4 separate regions of the Mus musculus genome follow, and all the other regions are linked to region 2. Evidence: chromatin contacts called from public Hi-C and promoter capture Hi-C data. All regions are on one chromosome and are shown on one strand. Each heading gives the region's core, a stretch centred on a gene start, on an enhancer-like site or on the middle of the called end of the contact. The rest is flanking DNA. Distances are from core to core; before and after follow the strand shown. Region 1 overlaps Bbx (bobby sox HMG box containing). Region 2 has its middle 9.3 kb from the start of Gm19723. Region 3 has its middle 7.8 kb from the start of Gm16619. Region 4 overlaps Gm15518 (a long non-coding RNA gene).

Region 1 (4,183 bases), core at 1,130-3,629, 240 kb before region 2:
AGCTTGAGGCCCAGTTGGGCTACATGAGACTTTGTAGAAGGGACAGTTAATTCATTTGAAAAGTCAATGGTACCTTTGAAATATTCCAGCTTATAATTCTGTATGCAAGTTGTATTCTCTTTGTATCAACAAAATGGAACCTATACCTAGTGAAGCACCCACTACAAATGAATGAATTGGGTCAAGTGTAGTAGTGCACCTCTGTAATTCAAACATTCAGAAGGCAGAAGTAGGAGTACTACAAATTAAGTAACCTATGGCCTGCGGCTCTGTGGTGTTTTCTGGGCTAGCCAGCAATATGCTTAATACTAGACTGTGCTCTCTTGGTGACTGAATCTACCACCCCGCACACACCCACTTGAAATGTTTTTTTAAAATACATTTGACCCTGCAGAAATGCAGAGTGCATGTATAGAGTGATGTGGAAAACTCACTTGACATGAGTTCGAGAGATCTGTGTTCTCAAACCTGCCACTAATGAGCACTGTAGGACACATAGCTAGACCTCACTATAATTTCCTCAATATGTGTACAAAATCCATGTACAGAGCTTCGGGATGACCTACATGGTAATACATGAACTTTAAGTTCCATGTCTCTCCTAACACACGAAGCTTTTTCTCTGGTGTCTAATGGGGTCTGGGATGCTGGAAGCAGCATGCCAGCAGCTTTACTGTTCTGCCTTGGGTGGAGGTAGGCAAGGCACCCAGTTTTGAATCTGCCATGCAGTCCCCAGATGTTAGTAGAAATGGAGTTGTTATTGATGAGACTTAATTACTTAAATATTGTTGACATATATTGAGCAAAACTTTGAAGACCCAGCTCTGAAAAGTGTGAATCCTTTACTTACAAGAGAACATAAATTCATACATAGCCAGAAAGATGGAACTCAATTTGAGCATCAGAAAATCACTCGTCGTTTCCAGTGACTCGCTAGTTATTGACTCTGATGCCATTCCCAGTACTCAGTTATTCAGGTGGTAATACTGTACTACCCGGGCCCTGTCTCATCCTTTCTTATACCTATGGCCACATCACTGTCTGTTAAACTTTGTGAAACTTTGCTTTGCGGGGCGTAAATATAGAAAGACAGGATGAAACCACAGTACAAGGTACTTTTAGAATGTGTCAGAAAGAAGGGGAACGTGTCCACCGCCTAGAATCGGCAAGATTTTTCTTGTCAACTGAGAAGACCTACCGTAGTCAGTTTGTCTTTCCATGGAATGTGGTGACTAAAGATTTTTAACTCCACAATGGTGGTATGATGATAGTTAGTACTTAATGACACTTAGAGGGCTTTTCTTTTTGTGAGGTTTTAAAATTTTGATTGTGACCCCATTGAATTAAGGACAGTTATTAGCCCCAAACACCTGATTTAAAAAAAAAATGTAGGTCAATTAAACGATAAAGACAGAAAAAAACAGAATTCTTTCTACTTAAGCACTTTGGACATTACTGTTTCATTTTTCCAAGCAGATCTGTCAACTTTTAGCCCTCATTGGGTTTGCTGTAATCCTAGCATCCTGGAGACTAAGGTGGGAGGGGGTTGCCTTGAACTTTAGGGAAGCCTGGTCTATCTAATAAGTGCCAAGCTAGCCAGGGATATGTTCAAAATCTCCATCAGAGTAGTTTCTTTGCAATTTGTAATATAGTTCCAGGAATTAATGGCAGGCAGCCTGTTTGTACAGGGAGATCTTTAAATGTGATCCATACAGCCCTAACTGGATCTGTTTCCCATGTTTGGAACTGTAGCTCTATAACTCCAGCAAAGTCTCCCAGAATCATAAATCTGGCTCCTTCATTCCTTTCTCTTTTCATTCAGCATCTGACTTGTTTTAGTTCACGGGAGACCAACCAAAGGCAATGAGATTTCAAATACAGCCATAATGATTTCAATGCAACTGAATTTCCCAGTTGGAATGTAAATTCCCGATTCTAGTAGCCTCGTGGGGTGCAGTCCAAGTACAGTGCTGTTTTCCCAAAGAATACTCTTCCACATTTGGGGAGCACTTTGGAAAACAAAGCCGTCTCTTTCTGCCACCGTCTTAATGTGGCTCCAGGAGTAAGCTGGCATTATCACCCTCAGATGATGCACTTCACGTGTGCTATGGTTATTGTCGAGTGTGAAAGCCAGCCCTGTGGACTTGTTCCAGTGCCTGAGGAATTTTGTGTGTTCAATTAAAAGTCTAAAGAGAAGTGACTAATGTGCTTTGGATGGCAAAGTCTTTCTTTCCTCACACATCCGCTTGTTTGAGTGGGGGAAGAAAGGCTTGATTTCCTCCCGAGCTGTTTGAGTTTGTGCCCCACATGCCCTGCCTCTCACTTACTTTGCTTTGGTTGGTGTGGCTGAGTACTGTTTTGTCACAGAGGACTATGTATTTGACTCACCCTTACTGTCCTCAGGTCTTCCATCTTAGTAGATTGTCCCTGAGGGGGTGACCCTGTACATAGGCCTCTGTGCATAGCTGTGTTTTCTGGATTTAATATCAAGGCAAAGTGTGGGGCAAGTGAGACCTTTAGCTCTCCATTCATTACCTCTCTAACACGGTCTTAGCTCTTATTCCATACCTTTGTCAGGTATGAATAATCTGCAGGGTCTATGATTTCTTCTAGATCTGATACTAGGTTTAGGTGAAATGATAATAACAATAATAGATTTAGCTGTGTAAGTTCATTCGGGGGCGCTGACACAGAGTTCCCATGGGACTATATTATACATTGCCTTGCACCTAGTCTGTAACTTGTTACTTCTTTGCTTTCTCCTAATAAGCTGACATCTAGAACTTGACTGTTACTCCTGTCTGCATGTGGACCTGAATTCTCCTCCTGTACCTGGCCTTTAGCAGCCATGCCTTTGGTCTCTAATGTGTCTTTATCAGGGTCATCTGAAGAGACTTTCAAAAGAGCAATACTTAGTAGAATGCTGTTACCTCAGGGCTCACCAGTGAAAATCAATAAGTTAAAACAATGCTAATCCACAAGTGTCCCTCCTAATTGGGACCCTGGACTGACAAAGATGCTTCTTCTTCTCAACACCATTATTTTCTATAAAACTGTTAGTGTAGGCTATGTGGCGAAACTACCCTTTTAGGTCTGAGTGTCTTCTTTAGAGTTAACCCAGCCCAGTTCACATCTGTATGTAGAAACACATGGTCCCACAGTTAGTAAACTGCAGTTCAAGAGGAGATGAGTCCTTGTGTCTGTGGCTGGATTCTCTGAAATCTTGTTATCTCAGGAAGTCAGATGATGTTTCACAAACCACTTGGCCTTTTCTTTTCCTAACACAATTTTCTTTTCACCGTTGGACCCTGTGCTTTGCACTTCTTACCACACGTTTTAGATTTTTTTTAGCAAAGGGAAATGAGTATGTTTTGGGGATCCCCACCTGTGAAGTAGCAGTGGCACTGGGGAGTTGAGCAGAAATCCCTCCAGAGTGACAGGAGGGATAAGCAAAGCTGAGGCTTATGAAAGTGCAACAGACATTATTTGATGTTCATTGCAAATCCAGGTTGGGCTTCTTTCACCTTGTCTGAAGCTTTGAGTTTTAAGGCTATCTAGTCATTAAACTTACTTGAATTATTCCTAACTAAATTGTAGCAAATTTTTTTATTAAAGCTTTTATATTTAAAGAGCTTACATATATATTTCCATTGGCCCATGCTAAGCTAAGAAGCAAAGAACCAGTAGTCTAAGCCTGAGTACCTATGATGAAAGCTATTCTGCTCTTGAACCTGGGACTAGGTCTAAATTATAAGAAGGCCTTTTCTCTGATTGTGGAGTCCATACTTTCGATAGTGCTTAGAGGCATGCTTACCGGGTGTTTTGAGGCAGTGCTGTGAAACCAGTAATTGCTGCCTTAAGCCTGTCCCCACACAGCCATTTGTGTTGCAGTACTGAGATACTGATACACGGCCAAAAAGAAGTCCATACTCTATTTTGGTGGAATTGTAGTAATTTTCCTATGTGTTTGGAGTATGAATCAACCTCTTCATTTCAGATATCTATGATTTCCAGGGCAAAAAAAAAAAATCTCTAATTTGTAGTCCTCTTTTGTCAAGGCTATATCTAAAATCACTATAGAGCTAGATTAAAATTTTCAATTAGACTTAGAGGAGTATTTATACCAGCAGTGAGTTTCACACACTTAGAGCTGTTCTTACTAGATTTTTCTCTTGCTCTTTTT
Region 2 (3,819 bases), core at 48-2,547:
TGTGACCCCAGCACTGGGGAGTTATGGGTAAAAGGATTCCTGAACCTAGTGGGTAGGCAGCCAGCCTGGCCTATCCAGTGGTCCGAGTCAGTGAGATACCCCATCTCAAAAGCAAGGTGCGGGGAGGGGAGTTGAGCCTGAAGTGATGCTTCAGTTGTTAAAGTACTTGTCATGCATGCATGAGGAGCGGGATTCATATCTCCAGCACCCACTAAATATGACTATGAGACTATGAGCAAATGTAACCCCCAAGGTGGGTAAGGTAAGCCAAGAGATCCTGTTTCAAAACACAAAGTGCAGAATGGGCAAAGGACAAATTCTGAGATTTGTCTCTGGCCTCCACAATCAAATGCACAGGTACACACACACACACACACACACACACACACACACATGCACCCATACACACACGTAAGGGGAGAGAAAGAGAGAGAGAGAGAGAGAGAGAGAGAGAGAGAGAGAGAGAGAGAAAGAGAGAAAGAGAGAGAGAGAGGGAACAATCCAAGATTGTTGGCACTGAAGGAACAATCAAGGTTGCCCTCTGGCCTCAGCACACACGTGTGTACATGTGGATAAACATCTACACACATGAACATACACACCACAGGCTTTCACCTACAGGGGAAACCCAGCAGACTCTTCTTTAACAGCTTTGTGGAATGAAACCCCCTGTACTGTTGTCCCCACTGACAGATCCCTCTGACACGGAAACAGAGACTCAAAGTCTGGTCCCAGTTGGAAGCTAGTGTTTTTGGAGTTTCCATTAAGGGGAGGGCATGGGGGCTGTCGTAGGACTTTGGTCTCATTTTATTGACTTTAGTTCAAACATTAAATGAGCCCCTCGTTGAAGAAGCAGACTTCAAAGGTCTTAATATTAGTCTAGATTTGAGAAAGAGGTTCCTGAAGGTCAGAGAGGTGCTGTGTGCTGTTGTCCAAACAGATAATGACTGGTGGGTGGTAGGTCTGTCCTATTTCACAGAGAAGACTGATTTAGTAAAAACAGCATGCCAATGAGAGAGAGAGAGAGAGGAAGGTCAAGTCCACAGCTGTTGACTCTGCCTTTCCTTAGCGAAGGACAGGGGTTCCCCATAGACCTGGGATCTCCCGCACGACCTGTGTCCTCTTGTGCTTTTGTATAACCCTTTCGGCAGTCACTTTAGAGGACTGTGCAGAGCCTGCCCATCACAGGCGTTTTATAAATGAACTGTCTCCTCTAATTTAATTCCAGCACAGTGCCAGCAGCAGCCAGAGCAGCAACACATTTGCAAAGCTGAATAATGAGTAGTTTGGTTGGCTGGGGTTTTTTTTTTTTTTTTTTCCTTCAAAGTTTCCCTTCTGCTTCTGAGAACCCCACTCAGAAAGGCTACTCCCTTTTTGGACTTCCTTTCCCAGAGCTAAGGGTGAAACTCAGACCCAGAAAAACAAACATGTACTTACTCACTTATAAATGGACATTAGCTGTAAAGTAAGGGCTAATGGTGATACAGTACAGGCCCACAGAGACTAAGTAACAGAGACAGCTCAAGGCGGGGATGCATGGCTCTTCCTGGGGAGGGTAAATAGAATGGATTTTGCAGATAGACTAGGGTTGGGTGGGGATGGGAACAGGAGGGATTAGGTGGGAGGAGAGAGTACTAAGAGAGATGAGTGGAACTGGAGAGCATTTCAGGGGTGAGGTAGAAACCTAGTACAATGAGAACTCCCGAGAATCTCTAAGGGTAACCCTAGCTAAGACTTCATATAGTGGGGGATATGGACGGAGTCTGAACCAACCGTCTTCTGTAATCAGGCAATGCTACCATTGGAGTGACACCAACCCAGCCACAAAATCTTTGAGGTACACGTTGTCCTGCCTGCAAGATGTTGGTGGATTTCAATGTGACCATCCTGTAATAACAAGGATGATAATTGTTTTTAAAAAGACCCTCTATTTATTAAACATTTACTAATGTATGTGGCACAGTGCTTCATATATTATTTCATTGAATTCTAACAGCACCCCAAGTCAGGCATAGTCATCTGCCTACTTAAAGAGTCTGTGCATCAGCTGTTGTGACATATAATCACCCAGGTTTTAGCTGCCCAGCAGCAGAGCCTAACAACTCAGGGTTCCTAAGGGGAGCTGCCATGGAAAAGCTATGGCTGCTTCCTCCCTCCTCTCTCACTGACCTTGATCTCACAAGTCTTGGTTGAGGCCCAAGTGTCGGCAACTTATCTACATTACTTCTTATCTACAGCACACATTACTCCATAGATGATTTAAAGGGACAGAAAGGACTAAAACCTACCACAGTGGGTTGAATGGTGTGCCAGCAATCTGCAGCAATCAGAGAGTGAGACAGGAACTGGCTAGACCTGGTTTGCAAGCTCCTGCTATGCCTAACCCATTTACCATCCATCTAGCACCGTTGGGAAGCCATTCATTATTTATACTCTCATACTGGTGCGTTGGGTAGCATTTTAAATCCCCCTTTCCTATTTGTAGTAAGAAAGCCACTACGCTCCATGAGAAGCATTTGAGGTCCCTGGAGGCTGGTGGGAGCGTTTTGAAGGTTAGCAGGAATCAGGGCCCTGCTGGCTTCGTTGCCTTAGCTGCGTTTGGGCTTGACACCAAGGTCATAAATCCTAAGGGTGTCTTGGGGCTGACAGGACTACAGCAGAGACTGTGTGTGCAGAAACCCAGGGCAAAATGCTGGCCCCCTGCTCATCTCACCCTGATTAGCATAGCTGCTCTCATTTTGCAACTTAATCCTCACTCAAAGGGAAATACTACAGTTAAACATCTTTAAGGGGAGAAAAACCCTCTTATCTCAGTATTTTAACCTTTTCAAGATTCTCCTGCTTAGTGTAGCTCTCCACTATCCCACTCATCCTAAATTTATCCTTGCTGCTTGTTACTCCGGCCCTACCTGGGGGTGTCTCTGCTGTGTTTGGACCCCTGAGTGTGCAAGTTGGGTTCTCTGTAGTTTTCCTTCTAGCATGCAGCCTGTCTCTCCTTGAGAAACCACATTTTTCTCAAGAGCTCCTGTGGTCCATGCCTTCTTGGCTATAATTCCCAGCCTCGGTGCAGGCATGTAGTTCCTATCCTTAAGCATCTCCAGGGGCTCGAGGAACTTCCTGCAGCCCGTGCAGGGGAAGCCCTGTCCCAGGCTATATATTTTTGAAGTCTTCCTAACTCTATCCTTCTCCCTGGGCAGTGCGGGAGGGGTTGCAGCTGGGTGCTATTCAGGGTGGAGGACCCGCAAAGTTACTTAAATTATTCATTAAATATATTGATTTGCGGCTGGGAAGATCACCCAGTGGACCTGTTTGGTTCCTAGCACCCACATCGGTAGCTCACAAACATAACCACAAGTGACTCCCACTCCATAGGAATCTGAGACCCTGGCCCCATGGACACCTGTATTTAGGTGTCCATATGTACATACAAACACACATCTACATGTAATTTTAAAATAATAAAAATAAATCTTTAATTTTCTTTTTTTACATTTTCATGTACATAAAAATGCATGGCAAATACTCTTGCCTCCTACCCCTTCAACACTCCACTTTCCTACAAATCCTTTCTCCTCACTCATGTCTTTACTGTTTTGTTACTCATTGAGTTTAACCGAGGTGGTCTGGGTGACCACGGGCTTGTAGCTATCCTTAAAAGTTCAGTGGTCTCACCCGATGCTGCCACAACACGAGACAAGGACTCCTGTCTCCAAGAACGGTTGTGTAGCCAACATTCCAGCAGGGATGAGTCCTGTACCATGAGGAAGTTTCTTCCCTGTCTGTGAACGATCATTGGCAGGACCAGTCTTGGGCAGGTCC
Region 3 (4,191 bases), core at 922-3,421, 170 kb after region 2:
TGCTCAGTTTAGGCACCATGATCTTTAGCTGCACATGGAAAACTACTAGACAGAAGCGCTTCATCTATACAAAAACTCAAGATATTGTCTCCTAACATTAGCTTCATATAGCTGAAGGAAGGATAGTGTGTGTGTGTGTGTGTGTGTGTGTGTGGTGTGGTGTGTTTACGTTTTGGGTCTATATAAACTGTATCATCAGGATATGTTCGAAGAAAGCAGTGGTTTGAATTGAGTTTTCATTGTGCTTCTATTGGGGAAAGCCCAGGACACGTTTCCTCATCAGACCAGAATACTAACACTAGAGTCTCTTTAAAACTAGCTGTTAAGTGGGGCCATTTATTGGAAATTCCAAAAGTGCCAAGTACATTGGTTCCCCTAAATGTACTTCCAGGAGCAGGAGCCTGAATCAGTTTTCAAAGCTTTTACTCATGGCTACTGTTCTTGTTCATATATATTCTGTACTATATGTGTCTAGAGGTTATAGAAGGATATTTAGCATACTGAAGATACGGAAAGTCTATTTCTTCTGAATATGTATAAAACCTCCAAGCCCCCAAACCATTCTCATTTGTCTGTAATGGAAATTTATGGAGGCAGGTGACTGCCTTCCCTAGGGATTAAGCCCTCCTGGAATTAATTTGAAGCTGGTACCCACGAAGTGTCTAGATACACAACTGTCCAAAAGTTTTCCAGTGTCTCCATCATCCTCTGGCTGGTACTATCCGTTAGCCCAGGAGTGCCATGCTTGTGTGTTGGATGCTTTGCTATTAGTCTTTCAGAATCATTCTATTAGATGATTCATTCTCCATTCACAGGCAACAACTCTTCTTTCTCACCACTTTGGACTGTGTGTGTGTGTGTGTGTGTGTGTGTGTGTGTGTGTGTGTGTGTGTGCAGGGGACTGGCGTGCTACGAGAGGACAGTGAGCACCTCTTCAGTAGCCTCTTCTTCCACCTTTTTTCGAGACAGGGTGTCTCTTTTTGTTGTTCCCCACTGTAAATACCAGCTAGCTGGCCTGCAAGCTTCAGGGAGGGGCTTCTCCACTCCTACGTCAGCACATTGATGTGCGAGGATTACAGATCGATGCTATCACTTGTAGCCTCGCACGGTTCTGAGTATTTGAACTCAAGTCTTCCCACTTGCTCTAAAAGCAAGTGTGCACTCACTAATCTATCCCTCACTTTTCACTTTCATTTTTAAAATCTTGTTTTCCATGGTAACCTTGCATTCAACAAGGACCTTTAACATCTCACCGCTCTTGGCCTTCCTTATTGGACCTAATGGGGTTAAGGATGCTTAGAAAATTCTTCTCAAACAAGGATTTCCAAGGCTAGGAAAGCATTGATGGTGAATGCTACAGAAAGCAGTAATAGGTATTTCAGCATCATTGCTGGCCCATGTAATGTTTCTTTTTCACTGATGGATTCAGTTTTATTTAAAGACAATGGATTCAATTTTAAAGACATTAATCCATAGAGTAAAGTTGGTAAACAGAATGACATATGTAACCAGTCTTCTGTCTTCACAGGTTTATTGGTGGGTTAAAGTGAATGCTGTCCAAACTGTGAGGTGATATTGAAATCTTTCCACAGTTTCACACTGAGACGCAATAATACAGGTCTTTGTTGTGTAGAGCAGAACTGCCAACTCTAAGTTGGATTTCCTGGAAGGTGGGAGAGAGAGGGTCCTGACTCATAGGCGTGTAGCCTCACTCACAGCAGGAGGGTGAGTAGAAGCAAAATTCCTATTAGGGATAGCTTAAATGGGAACACATTTCATTTTGCAGAAAACACCTTCTAGAACTTGCTTAATAGAGGGCACCTTTGCAGTCAATCACTTCACAAAAGTTTCAAATTGGATCAAAAAAGAAGGGGGCACAGGCTAAGGTTGGGGTTACAGGTCGTGTATTACATCTCCAAGTGCCTATATAATTACACTGTGGTGGTTTTTAGTTGAAAGCTTGTAGATCATAAATAGAGGACTCGTTTACTGGTTCTTGTGAAGCATTGTGGGAAGGAGGACACACGGGTGCTGGCACATGCTCCTGCCAAGCATAGGATAACGAACTTTTATGCAGAGGTTTCAGTCACACAAGAGCTACGATACGGAAGGGTCCAAGAGACAACCCGAAGGACGTCAGAATGGGAAAATTTCCAGGCAAACTCGTTTTGGCACACAACAACTGTAGACACTTCGTCAGAGTTTTAAAAGCCACTTCCTCCTTACACTTCACTTCCACTCTGGAAGCCCAGCTGGGCATTTTCCCTGCTGAGTGGGAGGGTAAAGCAGAGCTCAAGATTAGCTCAGGCTTTAGGCAAAACTGTAATGTAGGTTGTGCCCTGTGTGTTGTTTCTGTGCTTTGACCTGTCTGCACCACCAGGCACGTCACCTCTCCTGATAAACCTACCCCACAGAAATAGCTCCCTGCTCTTTAAACAGAGCCCCCGGTATGATTTCTCTCTTTCTCTTGGTGCCATCTAGAAAGTAATGATTCTAATATTTACTTAACTCAGGACCTTGACTTATGGACATTAATGTGTGCTAATATTTCTAGAGTTCCTGTCTTCTAATAGCATTTCTTGAAAATGGTATTTATTTTTTAAAAGATAAATAAACCCAAGATGAGATTGATGGAAAATATTTGTTCCTCTAGGAAGATTCACAACCCCCCCCACCCCACCCCACCCCATCTCCTGGGTTAGAGGCTGCCACCAAAGCTGGCCGGTGAGTGTATCCTGTCAGGCACTTGCCACCCGTCAATGAGATCACTTGGGAAACTGTCCCCTCTTCTAGTTCAGTGGTGAGCCCTGTGTGCAGCCTCATGTGTATTAATGTACACATACCATTATACACTAATTCACGATGGTTAGCTCTTTGATCGATTGCTGAAAGGATCTTAGTAAATACTTTTGAAAAACATGAGAACAATGTTAAAGATCTCAGGAACTATAGGAATATGATGGGTTAGGAGAAAGCCAGATAGCAATTAAAGGCCAGATGGCGTTTCCTGATGTCTCCTACTTAGTTATTTTAGAAGCCTCAAAAGTCTTGCTGATGGACTTCTGAAATTACTGCTCGAAAATAAGAGATTCCAAGAATCCCTTAAGTGTGTCTGAAGTTCTCTCAGCATCAGAGGTAGATGATTAAGGAACATAACCTTGATCTGTTCTGGACATAAGCACTTTCAATACACAGAAAATATTCCTCAAGCGCTCTGGCGTCTCTGTTTTATCCAGTGACAGGGTCTGTGCTTTATAAGTTGAAATAATACTTTTTACCAAAAATGGTGCATAAAACAGAAACAAAAATAAAATATCCCCATGGCCACAACCATCGCCCAAGTCTTCAAGAAGGAAAAGCCAGAGAAAAGCATTTCAGTGGTACCTTAGGAATACAAAATATAGGAGTTTTGGCTCAGTGTACTATAGGTACTATCCCACTGTAAGGACAGTGGTAGGGCTCAGAGAGTTAGGTGAACTTGGAGGAAGTAGATTAGAATACGAGTGGATAAAAACTCAGCCTTCCAGAGCATGGAGGGTAGGCTTGTGGGTTAACACAAGAAGGAAAGGAAACCTGTCCTCTACCAAAGAGGATGCTGTTGACCACTCCCAAGGAGTCCTGGGGAATTCCTAGTGAGGTTTGCAGTTTGTGCAGAGCGTCTCTCCGTAACAGAGGTCAGCAGTGTAAGTGTAGCTAAGGTCTGTGTTGCTAAGTAAATTCCCTTCAGTCACTTTCTGTCCCCACCCTTGTTTTTTTCTTCCTTTTTATCACTTCCTCTATCTTTTTCTCTCTTTGGCTTCTCTCTTGGCTTTTCCAGTGCTTCAGTTGATAACTATCTACGGAAGTGGTATACTACAAATAACATAGTGCATAAAACCAGTCAAAACCTCTTAACGGTAACTCTCTTTCAGTACATGCTTCACACATACACTGTGCAGCCTGCTTTCATGTCAGCTTGACACAGCGAGAGTCATCTGAAAGAAGGGAGCCTCAATTGAGAAAAATTGTTCCATAAGCTCCATCTCGGTAAACAAGGCTGGAGGGAGTTTTCTTATTTAGTGATTGATGGCAGAGGGTCCAACCTATTGTGTGTGTTCAACTCATGGACCAGTGATCTTGCTATGGGGATGGAAGGGATCAGGATGAGCAAGCCATGAGGGACAAGCCAGTAAATAGCACTCCTTCATGGCT
Region 4 (4,028 bases), core at 1,336-3,835, 200 kb after region 2:
TCTCAAGGGTCATGTCTTTGAAGAAAACCGATTTTCTCCCTCTGTCTTAGTTACTTTTCTATTTCTGTGAAGAGATACCATAACCAAGGCAAGTTACAGAAGAGTTTACTGGGTCTTACAGTTCCAGAGGGTGAGTAGACCATCATGGCAGGAAGCAGGGCAGCAGCAGGCAGGCATGGCACTGGAACAGTAGCTAGGAGCTTAGAACCAACAGGAGATGGCGGCGGGAGAGCCAACTGGAGCGGTATAGGCCTTTAAAACCTCAAAGCTCACCACCAGTGACAAACCACATGCAACAAGATCACACTTCTACTCCTTCTCAAACATCTCTACCCACAGGACCAAGCAGTCAAAAGCAGGAGCCTAATGAGGCCATTCTCATGCAAACCAGCCATCCCTTCCCTGCCCCTGCCAATTGTAAGTAGCTTAGTTCTGGATAGGGGTGGGGGTGGGGCACATAGGTATTTTTATTAAGCTGTCCACTTGATTTTGATGCCCAGGCAATGGAGAGTTTCCCAGCTGTTAGCACAGAGAATATTTTGCAGGGCAGGAGAGTAGCAGCCATGAAGTAACTTCCGAGTTATACAAAAGGGTTTATGCATAGGACCTTGAAGCCATCCAAGAGCCCAGAGACTATGCACAGGACCTTGAAGCCATCCAAGAGCCCAGAGCAACAGTTTGGGCAGATGATGGCTGACGGAGGCAGTTTGATGGCCAGTTTGAAAGTGTTAGTGTACTACGTAGGGCACGGACAGATAATAAAGGGGACACTCTGGGTTGAAACAAGGTGCTAAGAGTGGAACCATAAATCAGATTAGAATTTTGTGCCTGAATTAAAATTACACAATTACAGGATTCTAATGCTCGAGGCATTACTTAGATCTGTTAATATGAGGTGGCCATTGCTCTCCCTCTTGCATTTTAAATTCTATAAAACAGCCTATAAAAATGTGAATTCAAATCATTCTTATTTATTTAACAGAGTAAATTTCTAATTTAAGAATAAGCAGTTTAAGGTTTGTAGTTGTTAGACACATTAAGTTGGAAAAAAATGAAGCTATAATCACTGTAATTTCACAAACAGGGTCACACAATTCCACCTTCTAAAATTCTATTGTAACATTGTTTTAAATATATAAAACATATTAACGGGGGTTGTAGCTAGGACCTCAACAGATTGCCTTCTGCATGATAACCTTGCATTCTGCCACTGAGCTACACTCTTAGTCCTCTCAAGACCTTTCTTACTTGTACACAAATTTTAAGAACAGCGTCTGGCCCAATTTTAGGATGGCCAGTGGATCATCTGGAAGCCTACATCTTCATACTGTGTTGTGTTCAGGGAGCACAGAGTGCCTGCTCATCATCCATGCTGGGAGCTCTGAGCCAAATCCACAGGCGTCTCGTGTTCTCACACAGGCTCTCTTGAAACCCGTGAAGGGATGGGGCATAGCACCAGATGACATAGGGTTCTCATACCTATTTGCATGGGCATGTTCTCTGTGAACCCTTCCAACAGAGGTTCTGATACTCTTAAAAAACAAACCACAAAAGTAAAAACCTAAGCACTGCTTGCAAATTTAAGGGAAAGGGAAAGGGGGAGGTGGAGAAACCTTGTTTGGATTGATTGAGAATTTGTTCAATTTGATCAGTGAATACAATTATAACTTTGTTTTATCGGTGAACTACAGCATCTCAACGGAAGATCATATTGTTCTAATAAATGAATGGTATATTCGGGGGAGAGGCTGCCCAGTTGCATGTCACCTGTATGAACTATTACTTTAGACTTACAGGAGAGCTGCAACAGTTCAACAGATTTCTACATATCTGTTTCCCAGATTCTCAATATGGTAACAATTTATCATAATTTCTATTGTTTTTTTTTTTAGTGAAAGCTTTTAATGACTAGTTAACAATATTATGTCATGGTGATTCTTTTAAATTTAGCATAATCTTAGGCACCTGCTTGGTAGAGACTTGAGAAATAGCATCCAAAAACCATACTGCCTGTTAGGTTTTTAAATTAACATGCTAGTTGTACATAGTAATGGAACATGTTGTATGTGGGCCAGAATCCAATCAAGGTAATCAGGATTGAACTATTATGTCATGACTTATCACTTTCATCTTTCTATATACAACTCTAGCTCCCCCTCCCCCCAATACACACATAGTCGTCTCCTGAACCATTTACACTGCTGGCATGATGCCCTTTTATGGCTAAATCATTATGTGTACTATTTTACATAAATTCTTTTCAATTACCACGGCTCAAAACCAACTTAAGAAATTAAGATGCAATTTTCTAAAGTATAGACCTTACCCAACCTTTTCCTTTTGTGCTAAAATGTACTTTGTAGCACCAGTCTACATCTCCTTACTGATCCAGGGTCCAATCTAGAGCAGTGCTGTGTTCAGGTGTCATGCTTCTGCTCTCCCCTATAGTCAGGGACAATTCCTTGGTCCTTGTACCTCATCTAGTCACTTTTGAAGCACACAGGCTGTTTGTACAAGCCTCTCAACTGGGACGTGGCTGTCATTTTGTTATTATATTCAGGCTATGCATCTCCAGTATGACCAACAACTGTGTGCCCTCTTCAGGTGGTAAACGGTAGTTGTCCAAGACTGGTGATGTTAACTTTGATCAACTTAATGTAAGTGGTATGTACCGGATTTTCCAGTGTATATTGACAGTTTTCTCTCTTTGTGGGTTACTTTTTCTACAATGAAACCATGCAGTCACCCCATTTCTCATCGAGCTTCCCCCTAGTCGTTTCGGCATTCACTGATGATTCTCCCTCCAATTAGCTAGCATGGTACCTGCAGCTGGTGTTTTTCTAAGTGCAGCATCCACGTTGTCACACATCAGACATCCTATTGTAAGGAGTCGTATCTATATGGGCCTGTGGTTATACAGTTCATTATTATGATGCTCAACTTGTCTCTGTATCTGGCTGTTCATTGGATATTTCCCCAACATACTTTGAGTACTTTATGGCAGAGCCAGACATTTTTGGTACATATATACTTTCCTTCCCAGTTTAGGAATCAGTTCTCTAAAAGGAATGCGTTGGTTTCATTTGTTTAAAAAAATTCTAAGAAGATAATTTAGATATCAATGTTTGAATTCTAGGCATTGCACAGACTTGTAGTTGGGTAGTCCCTGCCTCTAGACCAGTGGTTCTCCACCTTCCCAATGCTGTGATCCTTTAGTACAGTCCCTCATGTTGTAGTAACCCCCAACTGTAAGATTATTTTCATTGCTACTTTGTAACTATAATTTTGCTATTGTTACAGACTGTAAGTATCTGTTGTTTTCCAATGGTCTTAGGTGACCTTCAAATGGGGGCCTGACTCACAGGTTGAGAACCAATGCTCTAGACCCTTGCAGAGCATATAATTAGGGAATGGGGAAGGGGGGTGGTTCTGTAGGTAAACGGCTTGCCGTGCAGTAGGAAGATCCCCAGCACCCACTACAAAGCCTGCTGTGGTCAAATGTGCTTGCGAACCCAGCACTGGGAGATAGAGGAGGAGGGAGGGAGATCCCTAGAACTCGCTGGTCAATGAAGCTATTGGTGACATCCATGTGAGAAACCTTATCTCAAAAATGACACATGTTGACCTCTGGCATCCACAGCTACAACAGAACCTAGGCAAAGAAGTTGTTTCACATTTTCTATTTGGCTATTGCACTGAGCACAGCAGAGGAGCTCCATATTGCCTATCATCCCACTGTGGATTACTCCCTTTTATAGATTAAATGAACTGTCTTACTTGCCATTGTATTGACTGCCATTGTCTTGGGTGGTAGTTTATGATAGAAATCAACTTTTCTCTTATCTAAACTAATTGGGAGTTTTAGTGAACACCAAAGGTGTCTGTGTATAAATGTGTTATATATCTAGAAAGTAAGAGCCAAGAAAAAGAAAAATTTAGGGAAGAAAGGTACTAGGATTTAAAATTATATTTTAATATGTTTTTCCTAAACATAAAAATAAACGTAAGCATTTTTAAGTCAAAATTTA

What was found. Hi-C and Micro-C count contacts between places; a contact is called where the count stands out from the background. Capture Hi-C pulls out chosen DNA fragments and counts their contacts.
Region 1: a Hi-C map of Th1 cells shows a contact between it and region 2, with 4 times the contacts expected there. The contact joins two enhancer-like sites. A contact is called at or near these places in 1 of 15 datasets of contacts at CTCF or cohesin (CD8 T cells), 1 of 484 Hi-C or Micro-C datasets (Th1 cells) and 2 of 115 datasets of contacts at active chromatin or transcription factors (CD8 T cells and embryonic stem cells).
Region 3: a contact with region 2 is called in a promoter capture Hi-C map of adipose tissue. The contact joins two enhancer-like sites. A contact is called at or near these places in 3 of 484 Hi-C or Micro-C datasets (B cells, Th1 cells and memory CD8 T cells), 2 of 115 datasets of contacts at active chromatin or transcription factors (CD8 T cells and bone marrow-derived macrophages) and 2 of 9 other capture datasets (adipose tissue and liver).
Region 4: a Hi-C map of B cells shows a contact between it and region 2, with 1.6 times the contacts expected there. The contact joins two enhancer-like sites. A contact is called at or near these places in 1 of 15 datasets of contacts at CTCF or cohesin (pro-B cells), 8 of 484 Hi-C or Micro-C datasets (B cells, CD4 T cells, Th1 cells and 4 more), 5 of 115 datasets of contacts at active chromatin or transcription factors (CD8 T cells, bone marrow-derived dendritic cells, bone marrow-derived macrophages and 2 more) and 1 of 9 other capture datasets (liver).

What each region holds. Positions count from the first base shown.
Region 1 is chr16:50,204,152-50,208,334 of GRCm38.p6, reverse strand. The region is part of intron 14 of Bbx (bobby sox HMG box containing); the gene reads left to right. Among named protein-coding and RNA genes, the nearest start is that of Gm4827, 130 kb to the right of the region's middle. Within about 2 kb of position 2,379, at least 29 of the 459 cell types and tissues checked have an H3K27ac peak or open chromatin away from gene starts, as enhancers often do. A contact at or near this core is called in Th1 cells, where this site is marked.
Region 2 is chr16:49,963,214-49,967,032 of GRCm38.p6, reverse strand. It overlaps Gm5486. Among named protein-coding and RNA genes, the nearest start is that of Gm19723, 9.3 kb to the right of the region's middle. Within about 2 kb of position 1,297, at least 101 of the 459 cell types and tissues checked have an H3K27ac peak or open chromatin away from gene starts, as enhancers often do. A contact at or near this core is called in B cells, Th1 cells, Th2 cells and 3 more, where this site is marked.
Region 3 is chr16:49,790,676-49,794,866 of GRCm38.p6, reverse strand. No RefSeq gene overlaps it. Among named protein-coding and RNA genes, the nearest start is that of Gm16619, 7.8 kb to the left of the region's middle. Within about 2 kb of position 2,171, at least 115 of the 459 cell types and tissues checked have an H3K27ac peak or open chromatin away from gene starts, as enhancers often do. A contact at or near this core is called in B cells, Th1 cells, adipose tissue and 1 more, where this site is marked.
Region 4 is chr16:49,765,053-49,769,080 of GRCm38.p6, reverse strand. Gm15518 (a long non-coding RNA gene) reads left to right here. Exons shown (of 5, transcript XR_003951928.1): 4 at 340-4,028. Ift57 (intraflagellar transport 57) reads right to left here. Exons shown (of 11, transcript NM_028680.3): 11 at 3,955-4,028. Among named protein-coding and RNA genes, the nearest start is that of Gm15518, 8.8 kb to the left of the region's middle. Within about 2 kb of position 2,585, at least 42 of the 459 cell types and tissues checked have an H3K27ac peak or open chromatin away from gene starts, as enhancers often do. A contact at or near this core is called in B cells, Th1 cells, Th2 cells and 1 more, where this site is marked.